Regions from separate parts of the Mus musculus genome. Here region 1 is linked to region 2. The links are chromatin contacts, called in public promoter capture Hi-C maps. All regions are on one chromosome and are shown on one strand. Each heading gives the region's core, a stretch centred on a gene start, on an enhancer-like site or on the middle of the called end of the contact. The rest is flanking DNA. Distances are from core to core; before and after follow the strand shown. Region 1 has its middle 40 kb from the start of Gm5709. Region 2 overlaps Med12l (mediator complex subunit 12-like).

The links. Promoter capture Hi-C pulls out the DNA fragments that hold promoters and counts their contacts.
Region 1: a promoter capture Hi-C map of 3T3-L1-derived adipocytes shows a contact between it and region 2, with 3 times the contacts expected there. The contact joins two enhancer-like sites. A contact is called at or near these places in 3 of 39 promoter capture datasets (3T3-L1-derived adipocytes, the C10 cell line and pre-B cells) and 1 of 115 datasets of contacts at active chromatin or transcription factors (large pre-B cells).

Annotation. Positions count from the first base shown.
Region 1 is chr3:59,672,561-59,678,410 of GRCm38.p6, reverse strand. No RefSeq gene overlaps it. Among named protein-coding and RNA genes, the nearest start is that of Gm5709, 40 kb to the right of the region's middle. Within about 2 kb of position 2,245, at least 10 of the 459 cell types and tissues checked have an H3K27ac peak or open chromatin away from gene starts, as enhancers often do.
Region 2 is chr3:59,198,687-59,203,773 of GRCm38.p6, reverse strand. All of the region lies in intron 15 of Med12l (mediator complex subunit 12-like), which reads right to left. Among named protein-coding and RNA genes, the nearest start is that of Gpr87, 6.1 kb to the right of the region's middle. Within about 2 kb of position 1,678, at least 35 of the 459 cell types and tissues checked have an H3K27ac peak or open chromatin away from gene starts, as enhancers often do.

The DNA.
Region 1 (5,850 bases), core at 996-3,495, 470 kb before region 2:
AGATGGAAGGAAGGACCCTCCAGAGACTGCCCCACCCGGGGATCCATTCCATAAACAGCCACCAAATGCAGACATTATTGCATATGCCAGCAAGATTTTGCTGAAAGGACTCTGATGTAGCTGTCTCATGTGAGGCTATGCCAGTGCCTGGCAAATACAGAAGTGGATGCTCACAGTCATCTATTGGAAAGAACACAGCCCCCCCCCCCAACCCCCAATGGAGGAGCTAGAGAAATTACCCAAGGAGCTGAAGGGGTCTGCAACCCTATAGCAGGAACAACAATATGAACTAACCAGTACCCTCAGAGCTTGTGTCTCTAGCTGCATAGGTAGCAGAAGATGGCCTAGTTGGCCATCATTGGGAGAAGAGGCCCTTGGTCTTGCAAAGATTATATGCCCCAGTACAGAGGAATGCCAGGGCCAAGGAGTGGGAGTGGGTGGGTTGGGAAGCAGGGCAGGGGGAGGGTATAGGGGACTTTAGGGATATCATTTGAAATGTAAATGAAGAAAATACCTAAAAAAAAAAAACAAGAAAAAGAAAAAAGAAATCTAGAAGACCTACTTTTCTAATTGTGCATACACCTGAAGGTAGTTTATGCTAGATGGGCCCATCACCCTTGATTTCAAAATGTGTATCAGGATATATTTGAATAGAAGTTGGAAATCAAGGGGCTGTGAAAAGAAATAATGTATTTACAGTGTTTAAAGCAGTACATGCAGTGTGATATAGGTGAGGGTTTTAGGTGTCTATGTGCATTGATAAGGAAAGGGTATATGTGTATAGAACATGCAGATAAGTGTTCTAAGTTTTCAAGAGCACTGGTAGAGGAGTTATGTGTAAGTAGTCCAAGCCCAATGGAGTTATAGATTGCTATTTTATGTTCTTTTCTGCCTCAATTGTTTTAAAAACATGAAAAAAGTCATGCATGATGATATATACTTATAATCCCAGCATGTAGGAAGCTCAGGCAAGAAGGTCATGATTTCATTCCAAGCCAAGGACACATAGTGAGTCAGAGGCCAGCTTGAGCTACATAGTGAGACCTTGCCTTAAAATAAAAATAAATAACTAAAATGAAAAATGGAAACATATATATGAAAGGCTAGCACACTAAATTTTAATAGGATTTATAATGTATTTATAATAGGATTCATTAATGAAAACATATTTTATATGTCACATGACAACCAAAGCTTTTTACTAACATAATTCATGGTGAATGGAGCTTAACTTGTTTAAGGCAATATAATTGACTATTTTAAGCATGACCTGAATAAATTTGGCATTACTAATCTACAGTTCTGGCTCATAGTTAAACATTCAATATAAAATTGGAAAATTATTCTAGGAATATTCCAGCTTTTTTATTGTATTCATCAGTGTTCCCAAAAAAAATGACAGAGACAGAAAGGTCACAGACTTCTGTCTGTGGAAACAAGATGTCTCAGTTCTTACAGTACTTCCTACACATACCTGGCAACTTGTGTTCAATCCCAGGAACACACATAAAGGTGGAAGGACAGAAGGAAATTCACACATTTGCCCTCTTTATCCATGCATGTGCCATGGCCCACTCATGTCTACATACATAATCAGACACACACAGTGAAAATGAATAAGTAAATACATTTTTAAATCAATTAAAAAAAAAGGAAGGCCTAACCAGCCATTTTAATCTTTGATGATGTGAAGAGACCATAAGCAATTCAGAGAGCCTCAAAATTCTAAAACTAGGGGAAGCATACACCAATAACCAATTCTCTTGAAAACAAGAGAGCTTTGTAAGTACCTTGCTTTAGCCCAGAAAGACCTAGTTCAGATCTCTAATCTAAATATCTATAAGATAAGTATATGTTGTTTCGTGTCACTGTTTGTTCCAGCAGTAACTGGGGACCACTATGTCTAACACAAGACCTAAGCATCCAACATTATCACTTCAGTATGCTCTAATTCCCAACTGGGGAAGTCAGAGGAAAGACAAATACTTGGGTTTTATAACAATGGCAAAATATATGTGATATTATGACTGAACTAAATGCATCAAAACATTTGGCACATAAACAGCGCTTGTGAACTGTTGTGTGTTTCATCATTAGTGCATGTATTAATATTCTCTTGTAAACTTGGCAATAGAGAAGATAATGTGGGAGCCTGGGTCTCTTGATGAGGTTTCCTGAGGACAACAGTGGAGGACTCTACATCTGGCATGAAACCCAAGAGAAGATAAACAAAAAACCCTGCCCTACTTTGCAACAGGAAACCACTAAGAGTATCATGGGATTTACTCTTATTCTAGCTAGCAAGGATGCATGACAGTCTGCTCAATATTTAAGGTTTATTAAGGAGAAATCATCAACTGTGTGAAACAAAGAAGCAGCAGGTCAGACTCTTCTGTCCCATGGAACTGGAACGTTCTCCATGGGCTGCTAGCTGTGTTGCTCTCAAATTTAAACCATATTACTTTCCATTCAACAGAACTTTACACGTTGCTGCTTTTTTTCTTTTGGTTTGTGGCTGTTTTGATGATTTTGTTTTTTCATATTTGGGGGCTGGGAGCAATTACCATGGCCTCCATCATTCCCACATTAAATCTACTCCATCACTTTTTACATTTACATATCAAATGTTATCTCCTTTCCTGTTTTTCCCTCTGCAAACCCCCTATCCCATTCCCCTCTTAACCAGCTTCTATGAGGGTATCCCCCACTCACCTACTTCCTCCCACCCCACTGCCCTAGAATTCCTCTACACTGTGACACCAGCCTTCACAGTACCAAGAGCCTCCCCTCCCGTTGATGCCAGATAAGGCATTCAGCTCCTTCAGTCCTAACTCCTCCATTGGGGTTCCTGTGCTCAGTCTGATGGTTGGCTATGAATCTCCACATCTGTATTGGTCAGGATCTGGCATAGCCTCAAAGGAGACAGCTGTATCACTCCTGGGCATATACCCAGAAGATGCTCCAACATGTAATAAGGACACATGCTCCACTATGTTCATAGCAGCCTTATTTATAATAGCCAGAAGCTGGAAACAACCCAGATGTCCCTCAATAGATGAATAGATACAAAAAAAAATGTGGTACATTTACACAATGGAATGCTACACAGTTATTAAAACAGTGAGTTCATAAAATTTGCAGACAAATGGATGGATTTGGAAAATATCATCCTGAGTGCGGTAAGTCAGTCACAAAAGACCACACACGGTATGCATTTACTAATAAGTGGGTATTAGGCAAAGTGTGTGGAATACTCCATCACTTTTTAAATCTTTAAAAGTTTTTAAATATTTGTACTTAAATAATAATCTATATACACAGTACAGAGACATACCATGTACCCTGGCCCAGTAACCAACTTTATTAAAAATTACTGTGATATATTTGCTTAAAGTTAATTATTTGGCTAATTGTCATTAATGGTTTAAGATCTTATAACAGCCATCATGTCTTACCAGTTTATGCCTTCCCAAGTAGACATTAAACTCTCTGATTAAATTATCAGTGTTTTCCCTCTAACTTATACATTTGTGACATTCTGTGTATAGTATTAAAAATTAGTGCTGACCTGAGCTCTACACATCAGATTTCCTCACTTTTTATCTAATATGATACAAAAAATAGTATACAAAAAAATCACATAATTTCATTACATCTACTAGATAGATGATTTTAGGTCTCTCTAAACAGAGATATTCTCTTTAAATTGCTTCTTAAAGTCAATATTTTTAGTTTTCATATTTAAAAGTTCACATTTTCAGTTATGAGATGAATACAACATATGCAAATTAGATTATAGAATGTATCTATATATCAATAAAATATAAATATGTTTGCATATAAATATTTGCAATGTACCTACCTGCATTCTCTTGAATAAAAACATAAATAAAGGCAAATCATATTGAATAAACATTGTTGCTAAAATACTCTGTTAAAAAAATATAACCTTCAGAAATCAGGTATGGAATAATTACTTTTCAATATAATTTTGCAATTCATACTTATTATATGATCATTGTATTCCTGCACATATATTCCATTTGATTAATTTATGTAAGCAAATAATTGAACTGAGAATTTATTTTCTAAATTAAGACAATGAATATTGGTGAAGGAAAGGTAGGGCTGTAGGACATGAGCAACAACAACAACAAAAATATGGGTGATGGGTAGAAGGGCACAAAAAGGCCCAGGAGATTGAGGAAAAAGAATCAGGAAGTCAACACAACATATTTTCTTGAAAAACGGCACAATGCAAATTACTACTGTATAGGCAAATTGAATTTTTAAAATATAAAATCATTTTATATTTTCATAATTACATATACTATAATAAAAATATAACTATGTATAAGCAAATATAATTATGTAGCAATATAGTTTAAAAACTATAAAAATTAAAATAAGAAATTCAAGTTGGATTTTTGTCAAAATGACTAAAAATATTAAACTGTATAGTAAATGTTGATTGTTATTCATAAAAATAAATGCTCTGGCAGTTTCTATAAATTTTGTATTGGTCACTGTAGTAAATTCTGATGATCTCATGAGTTTTGAAAAGTATTCCTCCAGGATTTTTAAGAATGCCTCTGCCTCTCAGCTGGGATTAATTTGTGCCTGTTCTGGGGAAAACAACTAAGAGTGCTATCATTTGGGGAACTGGAGAAAGATGCCCAGTGTTGCAATTCTCTAGACCCAGACTTAGTATTTGTAAAGATAGTTAATTCTGGCAATGTACTCCCAAATGCCTGGGTTAAAAATGAGGTTGAATGGATCACTTGCATGTTCTAGAAGGTACAAAGCCAATTCCATCTGCTGCTCAAACAAACACAGGTGGGCATTTTCCAGCCTCTTAAGAGAGTCACTAGCATCATTGATATTTATCTGGTTAAACCTTTAACTTGTTTTCCTTGAGGAAAGGAGAAGAGAAAGGGATTTTTCTGCAAGGAGAAGTTTCTTTTGTATTTTTTTTTACTTGGGTATTTATTTCATTTACATTTCCAATGCTATCACAAAAGTCCCCCCACACGCTCCCCCACCCACTCCCCTACCCACCCACTCCCACTTCTTGGCCCTGGCATTCCCCTGTACTGAGGCATATAAAGTTTGCACGACCAATGTGACTCTCTCTCCACTGATGGCCTACTAGGCCATCTCCTCATACATATGCAGCTAGAGACAGGAGCTCATGGGGGGTGGGGGGATTAGTTAGTTCATATTGTTATTCCAACTATAGGATTGCAGATCCCTTCAGCTCCTTGGGTACTTTCTCTAGCTCCTCCATTGGGGGCCCTGTGATCCATCCAATAGCTGACTGTGAGCATCCACTTATGAGTTTGCCAGGCCCCAGCATAGTCTCACAAGAGACAGCCATATCTGGGTCCTTTCAGCAAAATCTTGCTAGTGTATGCAATTGTGTCAGCGTTTGGAAGCTGATTATGGGAAGCATCCCCAGAGATGGCAGTCTCTAGATGGTCCATCCTTTCGTCTCAGCTCCAAACTTTGCCTCTGTAACTACTTCCATGGGTGTTTTGTTCCCAATTCTAAGAAGGGGCAAAAGTATCCACACTTTGGTCTTCAGTCTTCTTGAGTTTCATGCATTTAGCAAATTATATCTTATATCTTGGGCATTCTAAATTTCTGGGCTAATATCCACTTATCAGTGAGTACATATTGTGTGAGTTCTTTTGTGATTGGGTTACCTCACTCAGAATGATGCCCGCTAGGTCCATCCATTTGCCTAGGAATTTAATAAATTCATTCTTTTTAATAGCTGAGTAGTACTCCATTGTGTAAATGTACCACATTTTCTGTATCCATTCCTCTGTTGAGGGGCATCTGGGGTCT
Region 2 (5,087 bases), core at 429-2,928:
TGCAGTCCCACAACCTGTCAACGCACAAAGTGAGCAGAAAGAAGCTCAGGACCCAACCTGGGAGCATGTTACAGGCACCTGGATTTCTCTAATGAGCCTCCGAGGCTTCTGAGATGCAGAAGCACATGGTATGGAATGTGTTTCTGGAAAAAACAAAAAACGTGTGCATCTTGAAGACTCTCAATTTAACTGAAAGAGACCAACACTAGAAGGTCATCTTTCATCTGTGCAGGCCTGAGCAGGAAGGAGACAGATCTCTGACAATTAGATCAGGGAAGGGCCAAGGATGATAAAAGACAATGTTAGCTTTTTCCTCGCCCTCCTGAGCTGAAACAAAGTCATGGTGAGCTTTTCCTCCAGCCAACCGGGCCCTACGTGAAGCTGACCAATCCAGGCTGGTTAGATACTTCCAAAGCCAGTGCTATCACTACTGCTTCTATTTAAATTTGTCCACATTGATCAACCCAAAGTTAGGGGAAGGGATCCATTCTGGGCTACCCCAACCACTTAAAACCTCTGCCCTTTAAGGAAGAATAGATTTTTAGCCCCCAGGTCTCCTCTCTGCTTTGCTGTGAGTGCATACGTGTGTATGTGTGTGTGTGTGTGTGTGTGTATGTGTGTGTGTGTGTGTGTGTGTGTGTGTGTGCATATGTGTGTCTGTGTTTCATTTTTAATAAAGTTTGTTACCTGTTGCTGTCTGTTGTGTCTAAGCTTTTTCCTGCCTTCTAATTCAATTTAGTTGTTAGACAAACTAAACCCTGTTCAGCCCCCCTACATGGTAGCACATGGACTGGAGGTATTTTCAAGGGGATAAGTTGTGAGTTCAGAACCCAAGGTCACTTGGGGAATTCTATGTACAGTATGCTTGTGATTAATATGCAAAACCTGTACTCAAAGGAGTTCACTGTAAGTACAGCCATCCTCCGCCAAGGTAAGAGGCAACTGTTGTAGAGGCCCTTAGATGGGATGAAGTAGTGAGTCGTGAAGAAAGGCAAATTGCTTATTTGGGGGGGAGGGGTCTCAAGCTCAGTTGTCATTGAGGAAGCCAAGACAAGAAGCCAAGACATAAAAGGCAAAATGTGGACAAAGGTTCTGAAGACAGGGCCTGACTTATCTAGCCAAGAGTTTTTCTGAGATGGGAAGAGAGACTAAGAATCAACTAACCTAAGAGGTCGTGTTGCACAGACCACACAGGAGAGGAGGACCAGAGGATGAATTGAGGTTGGGGTGTGGAATGTCCAAATTACTGGAAGACAAAAGAAGGAAGTGACAGTTACCCAAATCAAACTGTCTGTCTGTGGAGGTCACGGTAAGTAAACAGAGCTGGTGTGGTGGTGCTCCAGTTTGTGAATGGGAAGTGAGGGCAGACAAGTTAACTATTATCATTCTAAAGTATAAGTCCATTTAAAAGATTCAGAGTGACTATGGTCCACAAGAAATAACATTCAGAGCACTAATGAAATGGATAGATTTAGCCCTGTAATTACGTTGTCTGCCCATCTGGCTTAAGCTTTCCTCGTTGGCTATTACACTACTAAGAATGAATCTCAAGACATTAGAACTTCCCCAGAAATACACTGGTGGGAGGGGAAACAGCTGAAGCCTTGACTACATCAAGAGGAGAAACTTGTCTCGAAGAGAAATATATTCAAATTGTCAAAGACCTTGCAAGAGAGAGTCATCTTAAAGAACAGACCTTGCCAGATAGACTCACCCTGCAGGAGAGACTGGGAGCAGAGGCAAGCAGGGAACCACACCTTGCCAGATTATGTAGTAAATGTTTTTCTTGCTTCTATTTAGACCCTACTCTCATGTCAAGAATCCAGGAGAAATCCTGGAGAAAGACTTGAAAGGGTCAATGGATCTCTCTGTCCCTCTTCCAAATGTGACCACAATGAACAAATCTCCCTTTTCTGCTTTTCACTATTAATTTGACTCCTTTAATTAGATTACTGGGGACAGGCAGCCAGTCCTGGTTGGCTGGGGCACAGGCTATGAGCCCTAAGTCTAGCAACAGAACCTGCCTAGTTACATGATAGTTAGGCCACCATGAGAGGCCCCTATACGGTGATTACCTGAATCCTGACTGCTTTGCCCCATTCTCAGAAGGATCTGCAGAAAAAGAGGTTGAGCAAGGGAAGCTAGGGAGGAAAGAGAAAGGGAAGTGTCAGAACATAGACAAAAAACAGGACAGACGTTAAAACAGTAAACGAGAAACAAAGGAGGAAGACCGCAGTAAGAACATGAAAGAGACAGAAACCCAAGTTTAAGACTTCAAGTGCATATGTAATTCTGCTTTGAATATCTTCATATCTTTGTTTTTTATGTTGAAATGCCTGTAAAGAAAGAAACTAAGAGTGTTCCAAGATTCCCTGGTTCACCACTAAAGACGAACTGGAGCTTACTAAAGGCAACTGAAATGCTAAGGGGATGGCATAACTTCTGTGTGGAGGATCTTCACCCTTTAACCATCTCACATCCCCAAGCATAAAGACATACCTGCCTTCCCTGTTTATTTCAGCTATCGCCCCTATGCCTTCCACCAAGAAAAATGGAAGAGCAACCAAATTATAAACAACATAACTCTCATGTACACATTCTCTTGCTTCGTTACAGGCATCTTCATGCCCTGGAAGACATTGAGGCTAAAGACCTCGCCCAAGTACAAATGCTGTGAAACAGACACTTGGATCCACACTGGAGTTGACCTGATCCCAGTTACCAGTTTTGTCACAGCCCAATATTAAAGCAAGACACACAGCCGAGAGATAGAAAGGATGCCAAACCTAAAAGAGTTACAGGGGAAGGACAAGAGCAGACTTGGCTATCTCCAGACTCAATCTCCAAAGCTTCCGTCCCCTTTAATCAACCACTATGAAGGATGTTCCCATACCAAAAAAGGTTGGGGCTTTTTGAAGACCTAATACATACAAGTCATTTCAAGTGACAGATTAAACATAGTAATTTAGGCATAGGGACCCAAAGATACCAATCTGGCCTAAGGGATATTAAAGGGTTTGTAATTATTACATACAGCACAAATGCACAGCTACTAGACATGAACTGCAGAATAACCTTCTATATAGAAACAAGCAGTAAGATTGTCTGAGGCTTTCACTACAATCTGTGCTCCAAGTTCTGATTATATGGGAAAGACGTGGATATTCAGTACACATCAATTAGCTGTGTGTGGCAAGTCAGGCCTGTAGTCCCAGCACTTGAAAGACTGAGGCAGGCAGGAGAATTGCCTTAAATTCAAGGGCCAGACTAGGGGACACAGGAAGACTCTACCTAAAAAACAAACCCAAAGGGACCAAGACCAGTCACCTGAAGCTGAGCTCACTTTCTTGCTTGTGGTCTTTGTTAGTGTGCTAGTCTTCAAAGGACTATCAGTCAGTATGTTTACATGCACACTTTACACGAGAGGGAACTGCACATACTGGAAATCACGGTGATAAAGGAAAGGAGCCTGTTCAAACCACTGTGTCTTCTAACATACAACAGGGAGCACTTTCCCAGGTTGACACCGAGGAACAAAAAGGAGGCATGGAGGAATGAGACCAGGTACAGCACAAGCAACATGCTCGGCGCCTCACACGGAGAGAGTTATGGGGGACAAAGAGCTCACGGGAGAGAGCAGAAAAGCTCATCTACAGTAATTCCGTCTTCTCTCCTTGAGTGTCTCTCTGTGTCTCTTTAAGAATTTATCATGGAAAAAAGCAAACCAAATATCTGTGATTAAACCAGGATCAATCATCATTTTGCAGACATTCAAACACAACATGACTTGCTCAAGTCATTCAAAATCCAAAAGAAAAGGTCAATTTACTCCTAGTGATATTTTTATTTAGTGATCTGTAAGTGACCCTTTTGCTCAAGAGCCACTGGACAGACCCAGCTAAACAGATGGTGCCAATTTTTCTTTAATCTTCTTAAAACACACACACACACACACACACACACACGTAAAGTGCAATAGTTGATTAGATTCCACAAAAAAAATTAAGATAATACTCAGTATTAAACAACGCAAATAGCATTTCCAATGCCATTTTAGCCTTAGTACCGTAACCAATAATAATGCAATGATTTTTTAAAAGAATATCATTAGGCCAGTTAGATGGCTCAGTGAGTAAGAGTGCTTGTTGCCAGAGCTGAAGACATGAGCTTGACCCCTAGAACTCACATGGTGGATACAGAGAATTCACTCTAGCAAGGTGTCCTCTGACCTGCACACCTGTGCCATGGCATACAAGATATACACAAAAATAAATTAACCTAAAATGGTATCTTTGCACTGATAAGTGGATATTAACCCAAAAGTTCGGAATATCTAAGATATAATTCACAGAAGAAGGAAGATCGAAGTATGGATGCTTCAGTTATTCTTAGAAGGGGGAACAAAATACTCACAGGAGGAAATATGGAGACAAGATGTGGAGCAGAGATTGAAGGAAAGACCATCTAGAAACTGCCCCACCTGGGGATTCATCCCATATACAGCTACCAAACCCAGATGCTACTGTGGTTGCCTGATATGGTTGTCTCCTGAAAGGCTCTGTCAGAGGCTGGCAAATACAGAGGTGGATGCTTGCAGCCAACCACTGGACTGAGTGTGGGGGTCGCCCATAAAGGAGTTGGAGAAGGGACTAAAGGAGCTGAGGAGTTTCCAGCCCCATGGAAGGAGCAACAATGTCAACTGGAGCTCAGTGGGACTGGACCACCAACCAAAGAATACACATGGAGGGACATCTGACCACTTATGTGACAGAGGATGGCCTTGTAGGTGGAGAAACCCTTGGGCCTGAGGGAGTTCAATGCCCCAGTGTAGGGGAATGCCAGGATTGAGAGATAGTAGTGGGTGGGTGGTTGGAGGAGCACCCTCATAGAGGCAGGGGGAGGGAGGATGGGATAGGGGATTTCTGAAGGGGAAACCTGGAAAGGGGATAACATTTGAAATGTAAATAAATAAAGAAAATATCCAATAAAAGGAAAAAAATGTTATCTTTGGGGAAATACATGCACAAACTTCCAAAGGTATTACGTTTGCTACAAAGACTACAACTTTAAATCATCACCCCCATTAA